2 separate regions of the Mus musculus genome follow, and region 1 is linked to region 2. A link is a contact called in public HiChIP or PLAC-seq data. All regions are on one chromosome and are shown on one strand. The core of a region is the stretch at or near the end of the contact, and the rest is flanking DNA. Distances in the headings are between cores, read along the strand shown.

Evidence for each region. HiChIP or PLAC-seq counts read pairs in DNA pulled down with a chosen protein or histone mark.
Region 1: a contact with region 2 is called in an H3K4me3 HiChIP or PLAC-seq map of embryonic stem cells, with 5 times the contacts expected there. The contact joins the enhancer-like site here to the promoter of Ptcd1 in region 2. A contact is called at or near these places in 2 of 39 promoter capture datasets (cranial neural crest and hippocampal neurons) and 4 of 115 datasets of contacts at active chromatin or transcription factors (astrocytes, embryonic stem cells and stem cell-derived neural progenitor cells).

Annotation. Positions count from the first base shown.
Region 1 is chr5:146,403,138-146,408,857 of GRCm38.p6, forward strand. All of the region lies in intron 1 of Wasf3 (WAS protein family, member 3), which reads left to right. Among named protein-coding and RNA genes, the nearest start is that of Wasf3, 21 kb to the left of the region's middle. Within about 2 kb of position 1,579, at least 5 of the 459 cell types and tissues checked have an H3K27ac peak or open chromatin away from gene starts, as enhancers often do. A contact at or near this core is called in embryonic stem cells, where this site is marked.
Region 2 is chr5:145,165,075-145,170,301 of GRCm38.p6, forward strand. It overlaps Ptcd1 (pentatricopeptide repeat domain 1), which reads right to left and starts at 2,030. Exons shown (of 9, transcript NM_133735.2): 1 at 1,880-2,030; 2 at 1-459. The coding sequence starts at 433. Cpsf4 (cleavage and polyadenylation specific factor 4) reads left to right here and starts at 2,139. Exons shown (of 8, transcript NM_001291248.1): 1 at 2,139-2,385. The coding sequence starts at 2,283.

The DNA of each region.
Region 1 (5,720 bases), core at 329-2,828, 1.2 Mb after region 2:
TTTAGTGACCCCTCAAGTGTTTATTTGCCTAAGTAGGAGTGAGCTGCTGAAGGAGGGGCTCTTGATGCTATTGTATGTTTTTATTGATCAGAGCATGTGTTACAGCAAAATAAAGCCAAATTTGCCCATTGTATTGTACTGTGTGCCTCTGGCTTCCATTTCCTTATATTGCATGAGGCTGGACTATTTCTTGGAATATCTTGGATTATTTGGAATATCTATTTTCCAAATAATCAGTTGGTGTATATTTAATTTAATTAATTAGTTATTGAGACAGGGTCTCATTTAGAAGTCCTGACTGGAATCCACAGAGGTTTGCCTCTTGAATGTTGGGATTAAAGGTATATACCACCATGTGCAACAGGTATTGACTTTTTCTCTTCTCTTTTCTTTTCTCTTTTCTTTTCTTCTTTCTTCCTTTCTTCCCTTTTCTTTCTTTCTTTCTTTCTTTCTTTCTTTCTTTCTCTCTCTCTTTCTTTCTTCCCTTTTCTTTCTTTTTTTCTTTCTTTCTTTCTCTCTCTCTCTCTCTCTCTTTCTTTCCTCTTTCTTTCTTTCTTTCTTTCTTTCGTTCGTTTGTTCGTTCGTTAGTTTAGATAGTGTGTCTTGTAGTCCAGGTTGCCCTGAAACTGCTAGCTTCCTGCTCCTCCCGCCCCACGGAGTGCCGGACTTGTGGGCACAACAGACATAGCCTGTTAGGTAGACGGTTACTTGGTTTCTTTTTGCTTTGTGACTAGATGGGTGAGCTATACTGATTCAGGTTTGGAAAAGCAGCATGGATATAGCTTATTTGTTCTGCTGGGGTCTTCAGTGCTAATCATGGTTAATCTCAGGATTGACAACTCCCAGCTTTGAAACAAGGGAGGGCAAACCAGAGCCCCTCTCCTGCTCAGTGACATACTTCCTCCAGCAAGGCCACTCTTTTAAACCTCCCCAAAGAGTACCACCAGCTGGGAACCAGGAGCTGATGGGGGGCATTCTTATTTAAACCACCACGTGGTGGTCCCTGACCTGGTGTTCTGTTGGGAAATGTCTTGATTGATAAGTGTCAAATTTCACCACAAATAGCACTCAGAAGAAAGGGACCACTGTGCGCTGCAGAAAGTGACTTGTATGGACAATCTCCTACTATGGTGGAAAGATCTGGCTTGCTGTGGCATCTACAGCAGATGCATTTGTGAGATGTCTTGCTCTTTGGGGTGTTGCTGAATGGTAAGAATAAAGAGGATTACCTTAATGATTCGTTAGACTGGCTTGTCAGTGTATGCTTGTCAGTGTATGCTCAGTAGAGTGTGGCTTTCCCTCTGCATATGTCTGAGCAGCCACTGTAGGATCTGCAGAGACAAACCTGCAGAGATGAGGGCTAGTTTTGCTCTTTTAAGGCAGGTCTCTAGGTTCCTAGAAAATAGAATGAAATGCCAGATATGTTTTCCACTTTTATTTTTAAGCAACTAGTTAGTGAGCACTGGAGACATGTGACTGAGCAACATATTAACAAGTTCCCGCCCCATCCCACCCTGCTCAGCAGTCAGAGGGGGAAGTCTCATGGGAGAACCAGGCAGAGGAGGCACTGCAGAGAGGAAGCTCACAGGTGGCAACAGAGGAAGAGGGACATTCTCCTGAGACAGTTTTCATTGCGGTGTGTGTGTGTGTGGGGGGTGTGGAAGTGGGGACGGGGTGGGGTGGGGATGGGGTGGGGGGGTGTCAGAGCAGGTAGTGTTTAAGCAGTGCCATGAAGGAAGTGGGATGCGGGTTAGGGAAGAACATTCCAGGGGAGACTGCATTGAAATCTGAGTCCTATGGGCTGGAGAGATGGCTCAGAGGTTAAGAGCACTGACTGCTCTTCCAAAGGTCCTGAGTTCAAATCTCAGCAACCACATGTTGCTCTCTTCCCTCCTGGGTGTCTGGAGCCCTTTGCCCCTCCCTCGCCTGTCTTCTTTATACATTCATGGTTCTGCACCTGACACTGTCGTTCACTATTGATGACATTCATCTCAGATTCCATTCTGCACGCCCAGCCCACCATGAATCCTTCACTGAGCCTTTGGTGATGGTCGTGCAGAGCGTGGCCCAGATGCCTTGACTGACTGTCCCTATCCGAGATTCCGCTACCATGGAGACCCCTGGGGAGGAGCTGTCTAGCAGTGTTCATTGAACTGGTGACGGGAACTCGCGGTGCTCTGAGATCCTGACTTGCCTGTGGCTTCCTTCCTCGGCAGATGCCCAGGGTTTTCATTTGTACTGTGGGTCTGCTCAGTTTTGGTTGACCAGAAAATGTCTTATTTTGCCTTCTTCTAAACAACAACAACAACAACACTTTTATTTTACAATAATTATATTCTCACAGAAAATTGCCCCCTCCTCGTATTTATACTCTTCCATCTAGTTTTTGCCAAGGCTCTCCAAGGATGACATCCTTCATAATTTGTATAATATATTAGCTGCTGAGCCATCTCTCCAGTCTCAAATATGTTTCATGTTCTCTTTAACATGAAACAAAACACCCTTCAGGTCTCTTGAGGTGGTTATATCCATTTTGTGTGTGTGTATATATATATATATATATATATATATATATATATAATTGCTGGCTAGTATGTATTTCATTATATGGCCTGTCTAACTGTTCATCCAAATAGCCTTTTGGTATTAGCAGTAAAGCTGAAACCAACCTTCACATAAGGTTTTTGTGTAATTACAAATATTTGTTTCCCTGGGATGAACACCCTTGGGCATGATCGCTAAGCCTGTGAGCAGTAAGTAGATATTTGGTTTTGTGTGACCTGACTGAATTATTTCCTAGGCTGACTGTGCTGTTTCCACTCACGCCAGAAGAGTGAGTAGTCCATTGTTTTTGGATTCTCATCAGCACGTATTGTTGTCAATGTTTTATTGCAAATGTTCCATCGTATGTATAATGTTAATCTCATTTTGGTTTTTGCACTTTCCTGTGGCTAGTCATGGTCACTGTCATTAAAGCTGTTCATTTGCCATCCACATATATATATATATATATATATATATATATTCTTTAGTGAAATGTTTTTTTACATTTTGTTAGTCTTATGATTGGCTTGTTTTCACTCAGTTTTTTTTTTTCAGTTTTGTTTGTTTTTATTTTAAATGTGTGGGTATTTTTGTTTGCATGTGGTATGTATGTGCATCATGTGCATGCAGTACACACAGTGGCCAGAAGAGGGTGCTGGATCCTGTGGAACTGGAGTTGTACATTGTTAAGTGGATGCTGGAAATTGAACCTCTTAACATCAGAACCCCTATATTTCACTTAGTTTTGAGAGTTTTTTATGTAAATTTATTTGAAATCTAAGTACTCCAAACATCTGTCTGTTGTCTGACTGAGGTAACGGAATGAAGAAAGTACAGACACACAGACACACAGATACACAGATATACCTCCAGAAAAGCTTGGCTCCCATGGACTGTGCTAACTCTCATGGAGCCTCGATGCTACTGAGTGGAGTTAGCCTGCTGCCATAGGATTCACCCCCCCTCACATCCACTCAGGACTCACCCCTCCTCATATCCACTCAGGACTCACCCCTCCTCACATCTGCTCAGAACTCACCTTTCCTCATATCCACTCAGGACTCATCCCTCCCCCATCCACTCAGGACTCACCCCTCCTCACATCCACTCAGAACTCACCCCTCCTCATATCCACTCAGGACTCACCCCTCCTTACATCCACTCAGGACTCACCCCTCCCCCATCCACTCAGGACTCACCCCTCCTCACATCCACTCAGAACTCACCCCTCCTCATATCCGCTCAGGACTCACCCCCCTTACATCCACTCAGGACTCATCCCTCCCCCATCCACTCAGGACTCACCCCTCCTCACATCCACTCAGGACTCACCCCTCTTCACATCCACTCAGAACTCACCCCTCCTCACATCCACTCAGGACTCACCCCTCTTCACATTCACTCAGAACTCACCCTTCCTCATATCCGCTCAGGACTCACCCCTCCTTACATCCACTCAGGACTCACCCCTCCCCCATCCACTCAGGACTCACCCCTCCTCATATCCACTCAGGACTCACCCCTCTTCACATTCACTCAGAACTCACCCTTCCTCATATCCGCTCAGGACTCACCCCTCCTTACATCCACTCAGGACTCACCCCTCCCCCATCCACTCAGGACTCACCCCTCCTCATATCCACTCAGGACTCACCCCTCTTCACATTCACTCAGAACTCACCCCTCCTCATATCCGCTCAGGACTCACCCCTCTTCACATTCACTCAGAACTCACCCCTCTTCACATCCACTCAGGACTCACCCCTCCTCACATCCACTCAGGACTCACCCCTCTTCACATTTACTCAGAACTCACCCTTCCTCATATCCGCTCAGGACTCACCCCTCCTTACATCCACTCAGGACTCACCCCTCCCCCATCCACTCAGGACTCATCCCTCCTCATATCCACTCAGGACTCACCCCTCTTCACATTCACTCAGAACTCACCCCTCCTCATATCCGCTCAGGACTCACCCCTCCTTACATCCACTCAGGACTCACCCCTCTTCACATTCACTCAGAACTCACCCCTCTTCACATCCACTCAGGACTCACCCCTCCTCACATCCACTCAGGACTCACCCCTCCTCACAGTCCACTCAGGACTCATTCTTTGCCATTCACGTTCATTCATGTTCTTACCAGATCTTTTATGGCATCTTTCAGGGCTTCCCTTACTGGCTTCCCTCCTGGACAGGCCTGTCCTCCTTTGTCACACTGCTGTGGGGTCTCTCAGGAGGGATGGCCTGTAGCAGCGCTAGTTAGAATCATTTCACTTCTGCTCTCTCAGATTCTGGGATCTGATGGTTTTGCTTTTAGCAGACTTTAAGATCAGAGTCCAAGCAGGACCTGGGAGCTCTCTGTGGGAGGCCAGCTTGTGTACAGTGCTCTCTCTTTGTTTCACAGGTGTTAGCGGGACTTTGTTGTTGGTTTTGACTCTGCCCTCATGGGGGATTACTCTGTCTTACTCTTCTTTAGAGCACTAGTTCTCACCTTGTCATGACCTCTTTGGGGAGGGCTGTGTGTGACAAATGACCCTTTCACAGGAATGGAGTATCAGATATCCTATACATCAGATATTTTACATGACAATCCATAAGAGCAAAATAACAGTTATGAAGTAGCAACAACATAATTTTACGGTTGGAGGTCACTCCAACAGGAGGAACTACTTACTGGAAAGGGCTGTAGCCTTGGGCAGACTGAGAACCACTGCATTAGAGGGACTGTGCTCCACTCGCCAACCCCGCTCCCAACGCTGGCCCCTTGTGCAGTGAGAGGTTCACCGGCGTGGGAGGGGGATCTCCCAGCTCTCCTCCACGTCGCCTTGTGCCCTCCCGTGTGTACTTGGTAGCAGGTCGGGAGGAGCTGGCTGGAGGATGCAGACTTGTTCACCGTTGGTCCTGCTCCTCACGTCTGCTCACATGTGGTTTATAAAGGTAAACAGTTACCTGGCCCCTTCTCTCCCCCAGCTGTAGCAGGCTGCCATGCTGAGCACAGGGGTGGATGCCAGCTTTTCCAGGGAAGCCTTCTTGGCACCTTGCCTTTCCTTCATTGAGGTTTTTTAGTGTTCTGAACTTGTTTTAAGTCCCAGGGCATCCCGTGTCTGTATGCCGTTACTGCCACCCCACACGGTTTGATTTGATCTTAGACACACTCCGTCTAGAGCCGCC
Region 2 (5,227 bases), core at 780-3,279:
TCAGACGTTTGCACTGAAAGAAGTACCAGTACTGAGTGTTCCTCCGGCCCCGCCACGGTCTGGGCTCCAGTTCTTCCTCCTCACCACCCTGTTCCTTGAGCTGCAGGTTGTAGAGCTGGGCCGTTGACTTGTGGAATATCCTCCGGGAGGAGAATTTGCCAGAGAGGCTCCCGAAGCTCTCTTCCTCTGCCTCCTCCTGGGGAGCCACAGTGCTGAGCTTACTGGAGTCAGAGCAGAGGCTGCTCATTTCCTTCTGGTTCCCGCTGCCCAGGGGCAGCGGGGAGGAGGAGCCGCAGAAGGCAGCTCTCAGCCGTGCAGGTCCCTCCCTGCCTCCTGTCCATCGGGTTGATCCAACAAGATCCAGGTGTTGAAGGACAGACAGTCCTATGGGGCGGGGACCGGAAAAGAGCCGGGAGAGTCTTAGGAGGTCCATCGCTGGCTGCCTCGAGCCCCTGCAGCCTGAAATCAAGAAAAATAAGGAAACCGCATCAGACGCCATATAAAAAGTCAGAAAGGAAGGGCTGGCGAGATGGCTCAGCGTGCTCTCCGAAGGTCCTGAGTTCAAATCCCAGCAACCACATGGTGGCTCACCCATAATGAGATCTGACCCCCTCTTCTGGTACATCTAAAGTCAGCGACAGTGTACTTACATATAATAATAAATAAATCTTTGGGCTGGAGTGAGGGGGCCTACTGGTGCAAGCAGGGCCTACCAGAGCGAGCAGAGGTCCTAAAAAATTTCAATTCCCAACAACCACATGAAGGCTCACAGCCATCTGTACAACTATAGTGTACTCACATACATTAAATAAATAAATAAATAAACAAACAAATCTTTTTTAAAAAGAGTCAGAAAAGAGAGACAAGTTTACTCAGAGGGTAGGCTCTGAGTTAGGAAGACCTGGCTCTGTGCAGGGTGGGGAGTGGGAGATCAGTCAAACTTACTATCTCAGCTGGGTAGAAAAGAGTCAGAAATTCAGGGTCACCCTCAGCTATAATGTCAACTTCAAGACCAGCCTGGGCTTCATGAGATTGTCTTTAAAAAGTAAGAGTAAGTCGTGATGGGCCATGCCTTTAGGCCCTGCACCAGGGAGACAGAGGCAGGAGAATTTCTATGAGTTCAATGCCAGTCTGGTCTACAACTGTGAGTCCACGCTACTCAGGGCTACCTAGAGATCCCCAGTCTCGACAACAACAACAAGAGGCTCAAGAGGGTCTCAGCAGATAAAGGTGCTTACTGCAGAGCTCGGTGACCTGAGCTTGATTCCTGAACATACTTGGAAGGACTTGTGGTACAAGCTTTTCCCTAATCTGCACTCGAGTGGTGTGGAAGGCACATATATGCACATGCTCCCTCTCACAGAGCTACACCCTCTCACCCTCGCATTCTATTTTTATTAGGCTGTGCTGGGCCTGCTTACTTTGAAGCCCTTTAATAAAAAAACAAAACAAACAAACAACAACAAAAACAAGACATAATAACAGGGAAAAGAGGTATGACGGTATTTTGAGGCTTAGCTCTACTAGGTTGACTCGCTCTCCAGGGTCTCATGTAATGCAGTCTGGTCTTGAGCTTCTGACCCTTCTGCCTCCACTTGCCAGTTAGTGGGATTACAAGTCTGTACTAACACTACCGGCTTATGCGGTGGTGGGGCAAGCACTTTACCAACTGAGCCACACCTCCTGCCCCCTTACCCGACTTTTAAACGTCTGCATTAGAGCTACACCCACAGAGAGACCTGGGACCCTAGGTCGCCCCTTGCTTCCTCTCCCCAGGCCTTTAGATCCTCCGTTTTCGCATCTGAGCTTGGACAAAGTCCCTCAGGTCCAATTTCCACCCGGCTTCCGGGTTTCCTATGAGGGTTGAACAGAAACTCACTCTGAGCGTTCTAAGCGGCGAGCCCCTAGTGAGACGTCCTCAGAGTCGAGGGACCGCGGCTCCAGAGACAGCGTTCCTGCCCTCAGCACAGACTACGGAGATCCCGCGCAGGCGCACTTGCGTCGCCGCCTCTTGTGTAAGATACAGAACCGAAAGAAACAGGCGATCGGTCGGCGGCTAGTCAGGCCTGAAGGAGTGGCCGGACTCTGAGCTCCGTTGGCTGAGTCTGGATGGGAAAAAAGGGCCGGCGCGGGCTCCAGCGCTCCCGGCATCCCTCGCGGGGCGGCGGCTGCGGCGGCGGCGGTGGCGGCAAGCGAGAAGGGGACGGGGAGAGGTAGCGTGAGTTGCGGAGAGCGGCTGAGAGACCTGAGGGGGAGCTGGGCCCGAGGCCGCCGCCGCCGCCATGCAGGAAATAATCGCCAGCGTAGATCACATCAAGTTCGACTTGGAGATCGCCGTGGAGCAGCAGCTCGGGGCGCAGCCGCTGCCCTTCCCCGGCATGGATAGTGAGTGCGGGGCCCGGCGGGTGGGTGGGCGAGTCTGATTCTGACCAGAGGTTACCCCAGCCCTGGGCCCTGGAACCCGGGACCCTCGCCTAGTTCCTCCGCTTCCGTCCTGGGACTTCCCGGTGTCACTTGAACTCGGGGAGACCTTTCCTTGGATCCTTGATCCCCGGGGACTGCTCCGTGGCAATCCTCGGGACAGCAGGACTGTGTCGGTTGTTCGCGTAATTCTCCAGTGAACGCGTGTCATCCTGAAGTGGAACTGCCTTCTCCCATCCTGCTCCAACTTCAGCAAAGTCTTAGAATGTCCCCCATTTCCACCTCTTAGCGTGCTCCTCTCTACTTTCATCAGAACTAGGCGGTAGAAGAGTCTGAGTGTATCTGACTGTCGAAGACTCCAAGTAGACCCTCATATTCCAGGCTTGCTTTAGTCTAGCTCCTGGGAAATCCTTCCCTGTCCTGGAATTGTCCGTTTTCCTCACTACCCCACCTCCGGGTCACCTGTCCCAACTCAGGCCCCCAGCGAACCTTTAGACCGAGCTATATTTACTGTCCCTCTTCATGTGATGAGATGGTTTTCCTGTTCTGGTGGGATATATCTTCCGTTTGGGGGAGCTGCTTCAATTCAGACAGAACTGTCCTCTTTGGCCAGGTCGTCCTTGCACATATGTCTACTCTTTGTTGTTGTTGTTTTTCGAGACAGAGTTTCTCTGTATAGCCCTGGCTGTCCTGAAACTCACTCTATAGATCAGGCTAGCCTTTTAAGCACTAGGTTTTTACTCAATTTGATGGCACTGCCTTGAGACCATGGAACATTTGTGTGGGGCAATAGATCCACAAACCTGTGGAGGCAAGTGTGCACTTGAAGTAAAGATTTGGGTTTCTTTAAAAAACACAGAAATAGCCGGGCAGTGGTGGCGCACGCCTTTAATCATGGCTCTTAGGAGGCAGAGGCAGGTGGATTTCTGAGTTCAAGGCCAGCCTGGTCTACAGAGTGAGTTCCAGGACAGCCAGGACTACACAGAGAAACCCTGTCTTGAAGGGAAAAAAACAAAAACAAACAAACAAAATCCAGAACCCAGAAAACTACAGAAATAGGAATATATTTTTATTTTAATCCCAGATATGGGATCTGGGGCTGCTTCAGATTTTCCATAGCAGCTGACTATGATTTGCCTCATTCCTTAGCAGGAGTGTGATACTGCCAATGGCAGATAGTTTTTGCCATTGTGTGGCATTTGGAATTCGGAGGACTCTTAAGAGGGTATATAAATGCTAGGGCCCCAAGAATGTGGGTTGTTGGTTGGTTGAGAGTTGTTAAGTAGTTGTGCACAAAAAAGGAACAACAAGAAATTAGATACCCTGACAGCAAAGACCAAACTTGCTCCCTAATCATCCGGGAGCAGTCTAACAATGACATCACCCCCTCTCTCCCTTCCATCCTTTTTTTCTCACCTATCTAGTGTTAGGGGACTAGAAGGGTGGAAGATAAAAGAACCCACAAAGTAGCCAAAGTCTCCCTAGGAGAGCCAGGGATGTGCATAGCATGGGTACCTCCGAAGCTCAGGTCCAGATTTGGTAGGTGCCTTGCTGGGCCTTGACATACCCAACACAACCACAAACAAGAAGTGCGTGCTGAGGCACCTTCCATTGCAGCCACTCAGTGATGGCTCTTGCCTTTAATCCCAGCACTCAGGATGGAGGGACAGGCAGATCTCTGAAACTGAGGCCAAGCTGGTCTACAAAGCAAGTTCTAGAATAGCCAGGGCTGTTACACAGAGAAACCCTGCCTCTGGGGAAAAAGAAAAAAAAAGAAGACAGAAGGAAATGGTGTTTCTGGTTTTTGTTTTATTTTGGTTTGTTGTTTTGGTTTGGTTGTTTTCTTTTATTTCTTCTTTTTTTTTTTTTTTTTTTTTGAGACAGGGTTTCTCTGTGTAGGCCTGGCTGTCCTGGAACTCACTCTGTAGACCAGGCTGGCCTCGAACTCAGAAATCCGCCTGCCTCTGTCTCCCAAGTGCCGGAATTAAAGGCGTGTACCACCACTGCCTGGCTGGTTTTTGTTTTTTAAGTTTACTGTTTTCTGAAAATCCACGCTGATACATCAGTGAAAACTATTTATGAATCCAAGACTTGTTCTGGTGAGTTTCTGGACTTGCTGACTGCTGCCACATGCTGGCTCTGTAGATGTGCTGCCCTCCCAGAGTTGGCTGTGTTTGTGAGGATGAATGGCCTTGCACCTATGTAATTCTATGTAGGTGTCACATATTAAGGGCTGGCCTGCTTGATCTTCCATTATATTCTTCCACTAGGCTAATGTCTAAAGAGGCCCCTGCCTGCTCTGTCATCTTCCCTGCTCAGAGGCTCAGCTAGTGATTTAGTTATTTCCTGTGAGACCATTCATTCCTTCTCTCTGTCTCATACTAATATACTTGTAAATTAACCCCCATGGGAGGGCTGAGCTGGGGGTAATTATTCTCTGATCTTGTGTTCCTTCTTACCTTCTCCACCCATTCTTTTTTTTTTTTTTTTTTTTTTTTTTGTTTTTGTTTTTTTTTTTTTTGTTTTTCAAGACAGGGTTTCTCTGTATAGCCTTGGCTGTCCTGGAACTCACTTTGTAGACCAGGCTGGCCTCGAACTCAGAAATCTGCCTGCCTCTGCCTCCCGAGTCTGAGTCCTGGGATTAAAGGCGTGCACCACCACTGCCCAGCCTCTCCACCCATTCTTAAATGTCTTGAAAGCTCTTGGCTTCCAGGAGGTTTTGAGATGTTTAGTCCCACAGTGAAGTCACATTTCACGAGTCTGACTGAAACAAGTGGCTTTTGCTTTGAGACAAGGTCTCACTGTG